Linked DNA regions of Drosophila melanogaster: region 2 is linked to region 1. The links are chromatin contacts, called in public Hi-C maps. All regions are on one chromosome and are shown on one strand. The core of a region is the stretch at or near the end of the contact, and the rest is flanking DNA. Distances in the headings are between cores, read along the strand shown. Region 1 overlaps CG43739. Region 2 holds the start of CG43739.

What was found. Hi-C and Micro-C count contacts between places; a contact is called where the count stands out from the background.
Region 2: a contact with region 1 is called in a Hi-C map of the S2 cell line, with 2.8 times the contacts expected there. A contact is called at or near these places in 49 of 107 Hi-C or Micro-C datasets (the Clone 8 cell line, the D17-c3 cell line, the Kc167 cell line and 18 more) and 4 of 7 datasets of targeted methods (the Kc167 cell line and the S2 cell line).

What each region holds. Positions count from the first base shown.
Region 1 is chr2L:20,877,093-20,884,038 of dm6, forward strand. CG43739 reads right to left here. Exons shown (of 11, transcript NM_001273719.1): 4 at 5,170-5,372; 5 at 4,895-5,099; 6 at 461-585; 7 at 57-385. sky (skywalker) reads right to left here. Exons shown (of 11, transcript NM_206017.3): 4 at 5,170-5,372; 5 at 4,895-5,099; 6 at 461-585; 7 at 57-385. Among named protein-coding and RNA genes, the nearest start is that of CG14401, 11 kb to the left of the region's middle.
Region 2 is chr2L:20,915,493-20,922,438 of dm6, forward strand. CG43739 reads right to left here and starts at 3,439. Exons shown (of 11, transcript NM_001273719.1): 1 at 3,307-3,439; 2 at 1,413-1,628. It overlaps sky (skywalker), which reads right to left and starts at 3,439. Exons shown (of 11, transcript NM_206017.3): 1 at 3,147-3,439; 2 at 1,413-1,628. It overlaps Mtp (Microsomal triacylglycerol transfer protein), which reads right to left. Exons shown (of 6, transcript NM_136231.4): 2 at 5,780-6,579; 3 at 4,794-5,724; 4 at 4,194-4,734; 5 at 3,959-4,126; 6 at 3,602-3,900. The coding sequence ends at 3,747.

The sequences.
Region 1 (6,946 bases), core at 1,574-4,073:
AAGAAACCGGGCATTACAAACTGATCTCATTGATCATTAGTTAACATTTTAACTACCTCAGTCCCCTAATACTAAACGCGGCATGGAGCAACTTCGCCGGCGACACTGGTATCTTCTTGCAGAACTTGATCAAAGCGTTGCCAATGTCGTTTTTAATGTTGTCCGGACTCCATTCGTTGTTCGACTGGCACTCCTTGTGAAACAGGTTGAGTATGACGAGGGCCACGCGGTACAGGACCTTGATGCCCTCGTGGAAGTAGCAGTCCATGATCCGCACCAGATGCTGGAAGGGTAGACCGGCTAGAATCCACCAGCACCAGTCCATGAAGATGCGTTCTAGCTTCAGGCCCGGGCAAATACGTTGGAAATACGAAGTAGCACTTTTCTAAACGATACACTTTTGATTAGCATTTGATCGATGTGTACTGCTGTACTGCTGTACTGGGAGTCTACTACTTACTGTGTGCTTTTTGGCTATCTGCATCACCGTCTTCCAAGTGACTTCGTGCTGTAGTTTGGTTTGATTGATGAATACCTTCTCCTTGCTACCGACCAGACCGGCCAGACATATGTACGCCTCCTCCTCTGGAAAATATGAATTATATCAAAATGCATTATTAGTACCGAATGTTAATAAAGAATCTAATGACTTCATTTTAAATGTACTGAAATGTAGTTCTTATTATTAATTGAAATATTGCTAATATAATTTCATTTCGAATATAATTGCCTTAATAGTTATCCGCTCATTTTCTGCTTACAATACCAACGTGTCGTATACGTAATATTCGATATTTGATACGCCCGTTGGCACTCGTACGCAAGATCGTATTGCAGTTTTTCTAGCAATTATCTATTTAATAACAGCCCTAACCTTAGCCACAATTTATGCAGTTACCACCCCCGCACCCCCTCCCTTCCTGATCCGCGTCCAATTTAATTGTGGAACTGCAGCAGCTCGACTTATAACATTCGTGGTGGTTTGGTTTGGTGTGCATATCTACATATACGTACGTACATATATGTATGTATGTATACACACTGAATTACCGCAATGACGCAGCGCAAATTAAATTGAGAATGCGTCGAGCATCCGTCGGTGGAGTGCACTTTGACCAGCATCACCGCCATTTCCCCGCCCCAACCACGCCCTCTTCAATTTTCCATAATTAGCCGGCACCATTTTTTCAGCAACCTGTGTATGTGCGCTCTGATTATTTGATTTCTAAATTAGATCAAATTATGCAATGTCACAGTGTTGGAGCTATAAATACCCTCTGGGAGTTTTGCTCGAGCTGTTTTTCAGGCAATCGTGAGAGAGTCATTAGCGTTCGTGAAAATATTAGGCAGGCATTTAAAAAGTAATTGTGCGCGCAACGGGAGGGAGCGCAGTTTGGGGTGTGGACTTTAAAGGACTTTAAATTTAATTTAGATAATGAACCGACTTGAACCTTCGCAGGGCGATAAGGAGTCATCGGATTGATTTGCTGCATTACAAAGTTTAATTAGTTTCAAACGCCGCGGGGTAAACAAAGGTCTTATCAGCGGATTTCGCCGGCTTATCAGTGGATTACACTGGCCCCAGGCGGTTCGACTTAGTTTCCCCGGATTGCTCTCATTTGCCAGGGCATCGGATGCAGGGCAGGGTCTGGAGTATAGTACATATAGTGTGCTGAACTTTATCTATTGCGGAAAGACAGCTGGAGTCCGGGCAAACATTTGATAAGTTCATTAAATATTCAAGAGCCTCGCTATATATAGACTATGACGAGCGTTAGACACTGCAATTGCAATAATTCGCCAACATTTGCATTCTGGTCAAACTTTTAACGACCCCTCACATACTCATTATCAGTCGGCGCGAAAGCAAAAGTAAACAATTTCAATTGAAATTAATCAAGTAACTGATAATAACGATTTAAAACTGTGGTAAACGCGAGCGTGCCAAAGAAACAGAATACCAGAAACCAAAGGCATCACCAAAGCTACTTTTGAATACAGACAAAGGTCGATTGGCTAATGAGACAGAATGTTAAGTCGGTAGACGTCAGAGAGCACGTGTCGAGTTATTTATGAGATATAAGCCAACTAAAAATAGCCAAAGATAGCCAAAAGACCCACAGCCGAGATACACGAACAGAAACCAGGAGTCCAGTCCATCTGCTCTCCTACTTTAATTAGCTCAACAAACTCAAGCATAAACAATGTAAATATGGCAAGACAAAAACAAAAGCGGAACTTACACACGGCCCACTTAATAGACTTAGATAAAAGCAAAAATAACATTTTTGAATTGCTAATCGGCGGAGAGCAGCAGACAAGCAAATCTGAGTAGGCATGAAGAAACTGGGAAATAGCTCTATAAGAAATAGACGGTATGGATTTTAGAGCTTTCTGAATGAAGCTGATAAGATACACACTATTTACCTGTGTTTTGCCCCGTAAAGTGCCGCGAAACAAAGAGATACAATTCAAATCCCCCTTTTACGCCTGGGGAACCTTGAAAACCCGCCTCCATTTCACTTATTTAGCTGGCTAATGCATATGCATGGGAAAGGGCAGAGAAATGCAAATTAAAGCAGGGCTATATTCCAATTTTCACTCTCTACCTGAGTCAAGTCTGACGTCAGAGTGCTGGGCCATTAAAGCCAAGTACTGCGAAATATTCCATATACTTTAATCTGAATTGTGCGTGCCCGGCATTGCCAACTATTTGATGTGATGATGAGCACTCCGCATAGGAATCGGGTAAGCCAGGTATACCAAAGCGACAATGTTTGGGTAGGGCGCAAAAACACAAACAGAACAATGGGGAGCCAGAACGGTGGAGAATAGAACTGGCAAACAAATCCATAAACGATGGGGAGCACATATGTGCGCATTTGCCTATCTGCTGCTGCCTTGTCTTCTGTCTGCGTTTTATGCGAGTTTTATGCTCACGTGTTGGCATTATTAGCCAAGCACAACGCAAATCAAAGAACCATTTCAAGATTCTAGAACAAAAAGAAGAAATACTAAAAGCACACGAATCCCAAAAAACCAGTGTGATGAGTGATGCTTTTCCAAAAGTAAATTAGAGGAGCGTCATGAGTATATATGCAAAAGTTATTAAAGACACACAGAAGTGTGTCAGTAAACTAAGAAACGTATCCCCAGGCCTTGAAACATGCCAATATTTCAATGTTCTGCTTCGACTTTTGCTCTGTTTACTTTAAGTGGCTAAAGGCAAATTCGCCAATTGCAAAAGAAGACGAATCAAACCGAGTCGAATGCAATGACGTCAACAGCGAAATTCCAACAGTCCGACATATGCATATGTGCTATCTATACCACTTTAAAGTTTAAACATTCGTTTATGTGCGACTCTTGAACTTGAAAGTGCAGGCAGAAAAACGTTCCACATTTAAATGCGTTGGCTGAACGCAGCTCACTTTTCAATTTTCTTTATTCCAGTATCCTTCGGTTTGGCAGTTTTTTTTTTGGAGTCATTTCACTGCAACTTCTTTCAATGTTTATGACCACAAAAAAAAAAAAGTAATAGCAGTTTTATATAAGAAAAAAAATTTTGTATGACCTAGAAAAAATCAGATTTCTTTGGAGGGCGGGAAATTACCTCGAAATCTAGACCGGAATCGAACAGTTTCGTCTGCCAGACAGACACAAAGGAGGGAAGGTATTTCGCACAGTGTAAATAAACCTTCAAAATGACAGGCTGTCTGACCTCCTCCTCAAAAAATCAGCTTATCAGCATCTCCAGAATATAAGTGCATACATATGTATACATATGAAATCGAATTGAAATCATTTTCAGAGAGCAGCGGAAAATATTTTTAGAAATAAAAGTTTGATAGAACGATTGACGGATTGTCTTACTTTTTAAAAATATGAAAACTATTTAAGGGCCGAGCAATTGGAATTGATTAGATTCCTGTAGATTATGCATATTGCCACAATTAAGAGGTTATCAATGGGTCACTCGCATTACAAGCTGTCTATTTCATATAGCTAGACCTCGAAATACGCGGTGTGCGATTATTTGGCCAAACTTCCGAATTTTCACATCCCTTTAGGTTAAATTTTGCTCATTTCGTATTCAATTATTTTTCCCATCATTGATGGAGCGGAATTCAGCGCATTTGTACTCGATCCGACTCCGCACCTGACTGGATGAAACCAAATTCCTAGTAAACAATCTATACTGTAAGTTAAATATTCGATTTTGTTATTGTGTCGCCAATAACAACAATGAATAATGATTAACTGATAATGAAGTAGTACGGACAATTTTTCAGAAGCAACAACAAATGCGGAACTAAAGCAGACAGTTAGACGTTGATCACTTGACTATGGTCAAGTACAGTGCGATACAGTTCAACCTACAAGTATACCTAATGCAGACGCAAGGCTATACAAATATTACAGGATGTATTACAGAATGACTCAAATCAAGGATGAATTTGCATATCGCAGCAGAAATTGCTTGAAGTAAATGGCAAGGATTGAACGGCCGGCCCTACAATGCCGGTTTTCACTGTACCTTCAGACAGTACAAAGGAATAACAAGATTTACATTAGAAATTATTTGGCGGCTCATTGCGTGTTGGCCAAATCAATTAGGTAGAAAATCACGATACATCAATTTGCAACCAGCTGCGATACGCGCCGAGAACCCCCGTATATATACCACACAGATATATAAATATAGATATACCTATAGATATATAGGGAGCTAACCGAGGGTCTGGAGCGTAGAGCCTTACAATTGTGCCACTTATTTTTGTGTGCCTTGTAGAGGCGATAAAAATGACTCGATCAAATATTGACATTCACGTGTGCTGCGGATGGAGAGGTGTGGAATGTTGTGTGCTGGAGTGCTGGCACTGCGATAACTCACCCGACATGAAATGCAAAAGTATCGATGTAATGGGATACAATACTGGACTGTAGGTAATATCGGGGCAGTCGTAGCCCAGGACATTCACGATGCGATCGGCCACGGCTCGTCCCGTGCTGGTCAAGTGGTAGGGCAAACAGTGGGTGGCATCCACAAAGGCGGGCAGCATGATCGGCTTCTCCGACAGCTCCGTGGTGCCAAAGACCTGAATTTTAGGAAAACACACATTAGTTAAGTACGGGACAAAAGGGTGAAATCTGGTATATGGATCCCACCTGGTGAACCATCTCCCAGTAGAAGCCATCTAGCATTTGCTGTTTGGTCTGGTGCTGGCCACACAACATCGGCCATAGCTGGGCTCGGATCGGGGAGTTAATGGGCCACGAGTTCTCCCTGAGTATGTTCTTCACGTCGCGCTTCTTGCCCTGCTGCAGCAGCTGCTGGATTTCCGTGTAGGAGCGCAGTGCCGGTTCCTTGCCTGCAAACAAAGATAGGAGACACCGATTAGATTATATTAAAGGTCCTCTGTGGGAGTAGGTTACAAGTGGGGAATATTAATAGATTCACGTCGGCTATTAACAGAAATAGGTGCCCAAATATATAGGTATTACATTTTAGGCGAAGATAGCGTGGGCTTACGATGTTTTCCAAATATACACATATGTCACACATATATATATCTTATCTAAATCACCTACTCTGCTTCCATTATATGCTATCATTCAATCTCTAAAGGTTTAATCCTTACAGCTGATAAGTACAGTTTAATTGGAGGCGTAAGTATACAGTGCTTACTTGATTAGTGTTCAAGCTAATCCCTCTTAGGTTAGGTCATTAACTCTCACTAATCCTTCGACTATTTAAACTACGCGATCAAACACAAACACGAAGACCTCAAGTGGTCGAGGCTGCCGTTTTGGCTATTTCTGGCACTTCATGCACTTCAATCATATGACACGATTGTTTTTGTTATGGCTAATAATGGAGGTTCTTGAGGTTATCACCGCTCTAGAGCCTTTCAACTGGCAGTCCAAGGAACCTTTTCCACTATCATCAAAGTCGCGAGGCGCTTTTGACCAACGGAGCTCAAGATAAAAAACACTTGTGAACCGCCGATAAGTAGTTAAATTTCATGTGTAGGGTTGCGACATTACTCATGCCTCGAGTGGTCAAAATAAAATACTTGAGAAAGTGCATCTGATAAGTAAAAAATGTTCGTTCACTTGATGAACACTTCCCAACAATTTCATTAGCCTTTGGCATTGGCTAGTTTTCAGAAAGGTGCTGGAGGCAAATTTTCCCACAGTAAGTACCATTGACGTACATAAGTAAACTGTATGACTTCTTCAGAAATGGTCACTTAACTGTTTCTGTTTTTGGTAACATTCGCAAAAAGAAATGCCGATATCAGCTAAGCACCTTTAAATGTTTTAAGCCTATACAAATTCCGAAGAAAATAATATTTTCTAGACAACCAATGGCATCTCTTCCGCGTTTTACCTCATTTGAAATGAAAGCCTGGAATTAAGTAGCCAATCGGCGAGTGCATTAGAAGTGTAATTATTAGTATGTAATTAAGTGCTGATTTTATTCGAATTGATTAAATAAATTGTTCTTAAGGTAAATCAGAAGCTTCTTAAATTAGACAATTATTTTTAATTAGGTGTCATGGGATTAGGTGCTTTTTCGGGAACCCTCCGCGCTGCGTTGTATCCCCATAACCCCCGGACTTTTCAAGCAGATGTGTCAATTGGGTGACAGCCGTAGATGTACTATCACCTCGGTCAGCTGGTCAACTGCGTATGTAGGACAACGCCGAGACCCCCACCCTGCTCCATCCGTATCTGTGGCCACCTCAATGCCACTTATTGATTAGCTATCGGTGTGGGGGTAATTGATTGCACTGCGGACATGTCTCATTACAGGCGGCGACAGCTGATCGATTTTTGCATGCCCCCCTTATCGCCGATAGCTGATAAGGTGGAAAGCGAGGGAAATAGCGCCGGGCAGAGTCATATCAGTATCGGGCAGCAAATCAGATACTGAGCTGCA
Region 2 (6,946 bases), core at 2,189-4,688, 39 kb after region 1:
ATTTTTGGCGCCATTAAAATGTAGGAGAGCGATCAAATCCAAAATGCTATTTTGAATATTATTTCATTCACAAAAAATTATTATTACTGTGTGGTGTGGACTGGACTGGATAAACGGACAGATAAATAGATGGATGTGAGACTCTGTGCAACGCGACGTTGACTTATTGAAATCGATTGATTCTGATTCCAGTCGGTCAGCTTTGGACTTACATTTTCTGGCTGACTCGCCTGCCGGATCTGTATCTATATATTGCACGACTGCTTTTTTTTTATTTTGCGAGGCACTTTTAAAAAGTCGTTTTGTATCGGACATCTCAAGTGAGCGAACGGTTCGATGGGACCAGCTGACAGACAGTTTACCCAAATACAATTTGTTCATTGCCAGTCAAATGGATTTAGATAGATAGTTAGTTATGCGCAAGTACCTGGCTCATGTTTTGCCGATTTAGTGTTCCTTTATGCGGCTCTCTGGCCCGCAGATAAGATAACCAAGCAGAGAAATTTAATTTTTGGCAAATGTTTGCTGATTGCATTGCCTTTTCGTTGAAACTCAGCCAGCAGGACTGTATTTATAGTTATAGATTAAACAAATTATATGACCCAATGAGGAATATTTATCGCTTAAACAAATGTTTGAAGTACAAACAGAGTTATAATTAATAACTCCAAAGGTCGTCTATTTTGCAATCGGAGATTGCCAAACCCAAAAAATATTTATCTATTGATGAGTCATGATTAGGAAGATATAAGACATAAAATGTTTATTTGGGGGAAATACGGAAGGGGTTTTTTGAAGTTACACATTTGTAGCTGTTGAACTTGTGCATAAGTCCACATAAATTCCAAACTAAAGTATAAAATCACTACATATACCATAAATTTATATTAAACTTATAATAAACTTATATTTAGGCTATAAACATAAAATATGGGACAAAAAAAAAGCCAACGACCAACATAATCCACCGTAAATTTAAGAACAAAACGGAACTCGCTTTTTACAACATTTTTAATGCCTAACTAAACAGCATTAAAAAGTTGAACTTCTTTCTCGCTATCAACATGGAATAACGTGGTTTGCTGCCGTCATAAATTGTGCAAGGTTGAACGAAAAATAACGTCTATCTAATCAGTTATGTAGGTATAAAGAGCACATGAAAGTTAAAAAACGGCATTTTAAGACTTATACAATTTTGTTGGATCTCAGCAAAAACAAATTTGAATAAAATGTATGATCACAATGAATCACAAAGAACAATCATATCATGATTGAACCCTTTAGTCCACGTGAATTGCAATTTATTATCAAAATAACAAATGAATCATAGAAATGGTGATAGTGCAACTAAATTCGAAATTCTCTTGGGTAGAGAGCGATAAAAAAAGGGATGGGAGAGTGACTGCTATTACCTGTCAATATCTGATGTTTTTGTTCTTGTTTTCCTTGCCCTTCTTCGTTGGTTATTTTTACTTTTTTTCTGTGTTCTTGTTCCGTTCTCTTTTTTCTGATTTGCTGCACTTGTTCTTTTTCTTATCCTCCTTCGTTGTTTTTATGCACTCGTTTTTTGTTTTGCTTGCTTCGTCCGTTTTATCGTGTTGTCACGTTTTCACTTTCACAGGTAAATTCTAAAGGAGCAAGATATATATTCTCTTTCCCATTTTATTACTCTGCCCAAGGGGGCGTGGCCGGGGAGGCGAAGGGCACTATTTGGCCTTTACACACACACTCACGCACGCACACAGAGGAGAGTGAAAAAGCGAGATGGATAAATAAACTACCTTAAAAGATGGATTTTCTAGTTTCCGAAATTCGCGTATTTCGTATATTTAAAGTGGTTTAACTATTTTCGCCCTACATCCATTTTTTTTTATATATATTTTTTATATTCTTTTTTTTATGTTTGTTTCAGCGGGAACCGAAAACACAAGCAGCGCGGTCGAAAAATTATCGGGCAATACGAAAGAGCGCCTTTTGCGGGTTGCTTAAATAGACTTTCGTTTGCTGCTTCGGTTGCGAACCTCTCGTCGTTGCTCGCTCTCCAACGTTTGACGAACAGTGGGATTAATGTGCAGTGGTATGCATGAAATACTGTTTTTTTTTTTTAGTTATTATTGTTTATTGTTTAGGAACAATTTACAAAATCTCATTATTAAAAAACTAAAGAATAATAAAATCATGATTTTATCAAGCTAATTCCAACTTTACTAAAACATAACATAACAACAATTTAGTGTATTTATATCAGTGAATTCGGATTTTTCACACAAAAAATCCTGTTTTAAGCACTGAAATAATGGCAGAAAGGATTAAGAACTTTCCCACTGTGCGGTTGGATGTCGGACGAGTGAGACTTAAAGAAGTTTGAGAGAGCATCACCCAAACCATACAAGTAAAAAACTAATGTTAGCAAATGAATTTATACATATTTTTGCAAATAAACCAACTTTTGAAATACACAAAATTATTATGAATGGAAATTTCTTTAAAGCCAAACAAAATTTTCACAATGCCGATAAGCAGGGTGCGTGATACCGTTATAAAAAGTGGGAGAATAGGGAGAGAGCAGCAAGTGCGCAAGTGTGTGTGGTAAAAAGGTACCCCTATCACAATGCAGTTCACAAAAATAGTCACCATCTGTGCCCCTGGTTTTGGATATTCTAGATCTTTCTTCAATATACATATTTCAGATTTCAGATCTCGTTTTTTATTTATTTATGATTCTTAATGCTTTCGTACGGAGTAGTAATTTGCGTTAAAATGTTGTGCCAATAAGATGCCAAGGCAAACGCCTCTTACAGATTGTTTTCTTAAAAAGTGATAACAATTCAGCAGAATAAATTACAAAAATTGCAGAACATTTCACACGTGGTTTTTTTGGTATTGCAACTTCACGCAACAGAAATTCCCGAACACGCACACATGAGCACAAACAGAACACGTCAACAACAACAATTCTTCTTCTTTCCCATCTCTTTCTCGCTCCAATTGTGTTTGTATGAGTTTAAAAGGCAAGGGAATTGTTAATTTTAGTACATTGCTTAGCACTTGATTTAAACGCGCAAATTGGTGACACAAATATCGATTTATTAAGTTTGAACTATTTAATTTGTCGCGCCTTTCAGCTTGCAAATAGAAGTATTTACTTTAGACAATCGGATGACGCTTTTGATTTCGCATTTGTTTGCGACTGTGTGTGTGCGACGAGCCTTCTAATTCCGACAAAAAGAAGAAGAGCACCATTCGGTGGCCTAATTTGTTTCACTTCTCCGGAATCAAGCTTTTCCGATGCCTGCTTCTATTAACCTTTATTTAATATGACTCGTGCGTTCGACGATATTTTTGCAGTAGTTATTTTCTTTTCGTGCTTGTGGAGTGCACCTCTTTTATGCCGCGTTTGAAGAAGAAGCACAACGTAGTAGTGTTTGAATGTACTGCGGAATTTAGGGATGGGAATGCGTAGCTCTTGCAATCGATAGCTCGATAAGTCCCCTTTCGCGTTTCGCAGCACTTGGGCGGGATTTTTAAATCTAAGGTGTGACTATTGTGAATCGAGAAAAAATGCACATTTCCACTTTTCCAGTAATTTTCGAGTTGCTCAAAAGATATTAAAAACTTGTTGCATTTGAAAATTAAATGGTCTTTGTTCGTTTAAGTTTACAACTATATCGAGTCTTAATCTCTGAGTTTTCACATAGAAATATAGTTTTTATGCAAGGAATCTCCAATAATCTCTTGAGTAGAATCTACAAGTCCCTAAAAATGAGGTTGCACATTTCGTTGTTTTTTTGGTTGAGGGCAAAAGTGCAGCCGGCAGTTTTGTGGGAGAGTGTAGAGCGCACATGTTTGGCATAAGGACGATCAACAGACTGCAGGAAAACCGAACGAACGTTGGTTTGTCTGTGAAGGAGGCTTTCAATTAGCATGTGAGTCATTAAAATAGTTCTAGCAAACTTACTTGAGAAGCTGTTCAGGTCGCTGGAGTTGCATGCACAATTTAATGCCGCTGTAGAAGTCCAAGTCCGCATTCAGACTCAACTTTGGTTCGTGGGTGATGCTGAAATCCTGCACTAATTTCGCATACGTAAAGCCAACGGCCAAATGACCAAGAACAGCGCTGCCAGTGCTATAAGCCAAAAGTTAATCGTGAGTTAAATAACATTCCAATCAAATGCTTTGGCTTTTTCACTTACTTCTGCTGGATTTCCGTCTGGGCATTTCGATTCCACAGGCTGAATCCCACCTTGCCATTGAGATCCACACTCCTGGCGCCCAGAACTCGCCAGTGGAGCGTCGCCCCGGAGGTCAGGATTATGTAGTGCTCGTTATCCTGGGACAAAGTGGTTGCCTGGTAAGCGGGCGTTGAGTCCGAGGCACTTCCTCCCCACACGTGACCCATTAGCTCGGTCTGACCGCTGAAGAATACTAGGGGTCGCAATTGAGCACCCTGCACACTGATCTCCATGCCCGCGGTGACCGCTTCGTCTTCGCTGAACTCATCATCCGCCGGGATTGCATCATTTCCATCGCCGGAGTCACCATCGCCTACCAGCGAGCCCAAGCCGGCAGTGTAGATGCCCAATTTAAAGCTGCTGGCTTGGGAACGGCCTGCGTGGAGCAGAAATTCCACGGAGCCACGTTTCAGGATTCCCTGATACACTTCCTGGGTACTTAGCAGGGTTTCGTTGAAGGCTGGAGCCTGGGAAAGCTGACGGGTGAGGACTGTCGTAAGACCTGTAAGTATTAAAGTTCATAATTGTTTGAACAGTGTCATTAGGAAATTAGGTACTCACCCTTTTGTCCCAGCACATTGTAGTTGTTTACATGCCTCCGCTTGACAAGCTCCGATTTGAACAAAGCCCTAAATCGCGGGCACTTCTCAGCCAGCATTCTTAGCTTCTGCAGCACGTATGTTTTGATCTCAAACTGGCGATCATTGGAGGCTAGGTAATCCAAGAAGTTGCCCAATTGCTCCTGAGTTGGCCGGAGGGACAGGATAATATCAAGAGCCAGAGTGCGAGCGGAGCTATCAAAGCGACGCTTTCGCTGGTAGAATATGCTCTCGAACTGCAAGCGATGTGAAGAGTTAAAGCTACCTAGGGGAAAGGCTTTCAGAGCCTGTAAGGCAGCCACCGATAAATTGGGAGCCTCGCCAGTTTGAGCGTGCTCCAGCAGAGCTTCAATGGTAGCAGGATCCTGGAGATTTTGCAGAGCCCTTATGTACAAGGTAGGCTCCTTGGAGGTGAGACCTTGCAGTAGATAAGAACGCACTTCCTTCAACAAAGGATCTTCAACATCTAGTCCGCTTTGGCGGGTCAAGGTGGCCACGGTTTGGATAACGCTTTCCCTCAGCTTTAAATGCTTTTTGATAGATTCCTGTTCTAGCAATCCAAACAAGTGCTCAACTATTTTCCTGTCTGGATGGGTGGCGACCGCCAGGGACTGCAGGTATTTCTCTAGCAGATCCAATTGCTCGCTTGTGGTTTCCGACTCCTTGTAAAGGAATCCAAAGGTGGCATTATGAGCATCGAACGTTTGAACAGCACCCAAAAGATCCACCAACTGGGGCAGAACTTCTGCGTGTTCCGTAAGTAGATCTTCAAATTGTTCTTGCCTTGTGATGCGAGCCAGGGGAATTAGTTTTACGTACGCAAGAGCCAGCGAGGATTTGCCCACGTCGGCGGATTGCAATTCCGTCAGAGAGGCCTTTAATTGGTCCTCCAGCTGGAAGAATATATTTTTAGTTCAGCAATCCCCAAATTTGAAATTATTTACATACCGTTTGCTCTTTGATCGCACTGATCATGCCATCTACATCGGACTCTAGCTCAAAAACGCGATACCATTCGAGCAGGCTCTGGATGGCCTTATCTAAGCTGCCTAGTTGCAGTTGCTTGACTTCCTCCGATCCTTGCGAGACGTGTTGCAGAATCAACGAACTCTTCACGAAGCTTCCCACATCCGGTTTGGCAGCTAGATTGAGGCGGTGATTCTCCTGAGACTCTGCATGCAAGAGTGTGCCCTCTGAAGAGAGCTCGTAGAAGACCGTCTCCTGGGCTTGCTGAGTAACTCCAAGAGCTTCTTCTGGGTTATAGTTGACCCTGAGATCCCACAGAGAGCAGTCCCTTTTGGTTTTCTCCACTTTCGTGGATGATTTGACATTATAGGACACACGACACAGGCCAGAAACATCCAGTTCCTCCTCCTGGGAAGCATCCAATCTGAGCTGCAGCAGGGAAGCAATTCCGCGCTCCAAGTTCAACAGGGATTGATCTTTGGATGTATGGGCGATGACCTTGTCAGGCTGTCCCCTAACCAGACTAATATAAAAAGGTCTATCGGGTATCCGGGTAATTGAGCGGGCTTTTCCAGAGGCGTCGACCTTGCTTCCGCTGATAAAAACCTCCAGTAACTGGTCCTCATCTCCACTCCAAACTGAGTTGATCTTGAGATCTGTCTCAAATGTATAGCTCGTCTCCGCGGAGCTTGAATCTCGTCCCAGTTCCTGGAGTATCACTTGATTCTGTAGCTTGAAAATTTGCTGACTGTTCGGAGCTATTAGGGCCGTTTTTCCATCCTCTACAGAAATGTGGCCGAAAAGAAATAGTAGAACACGTCATTAGTCAAACGAATTGTTATAACTTTCACCCAGAAGCAGCGCTACATGCTGATATGTATTTTCGTCGTTTACTAAGCCTGGGTCGAGGTTATCAACAAGTGGCCCTGCACAGTGGGCAGCGATAAGGCAAATAGTGGAAGCAACGTGTACGAGGGAGTGATAATCTGAAGGAGGGATGGGGTGATAGATAGCAAAGGTCGATGTGGATGTGTTTAAATCCGGGGATCTTTGGGAACAAATATGATGATGTTTATCTATGTTTCGGTTTTTAACAATTCAGGGTCGGGTAACTGCACGTTTTTGTCTAACTTTACAGAAACAAAACGA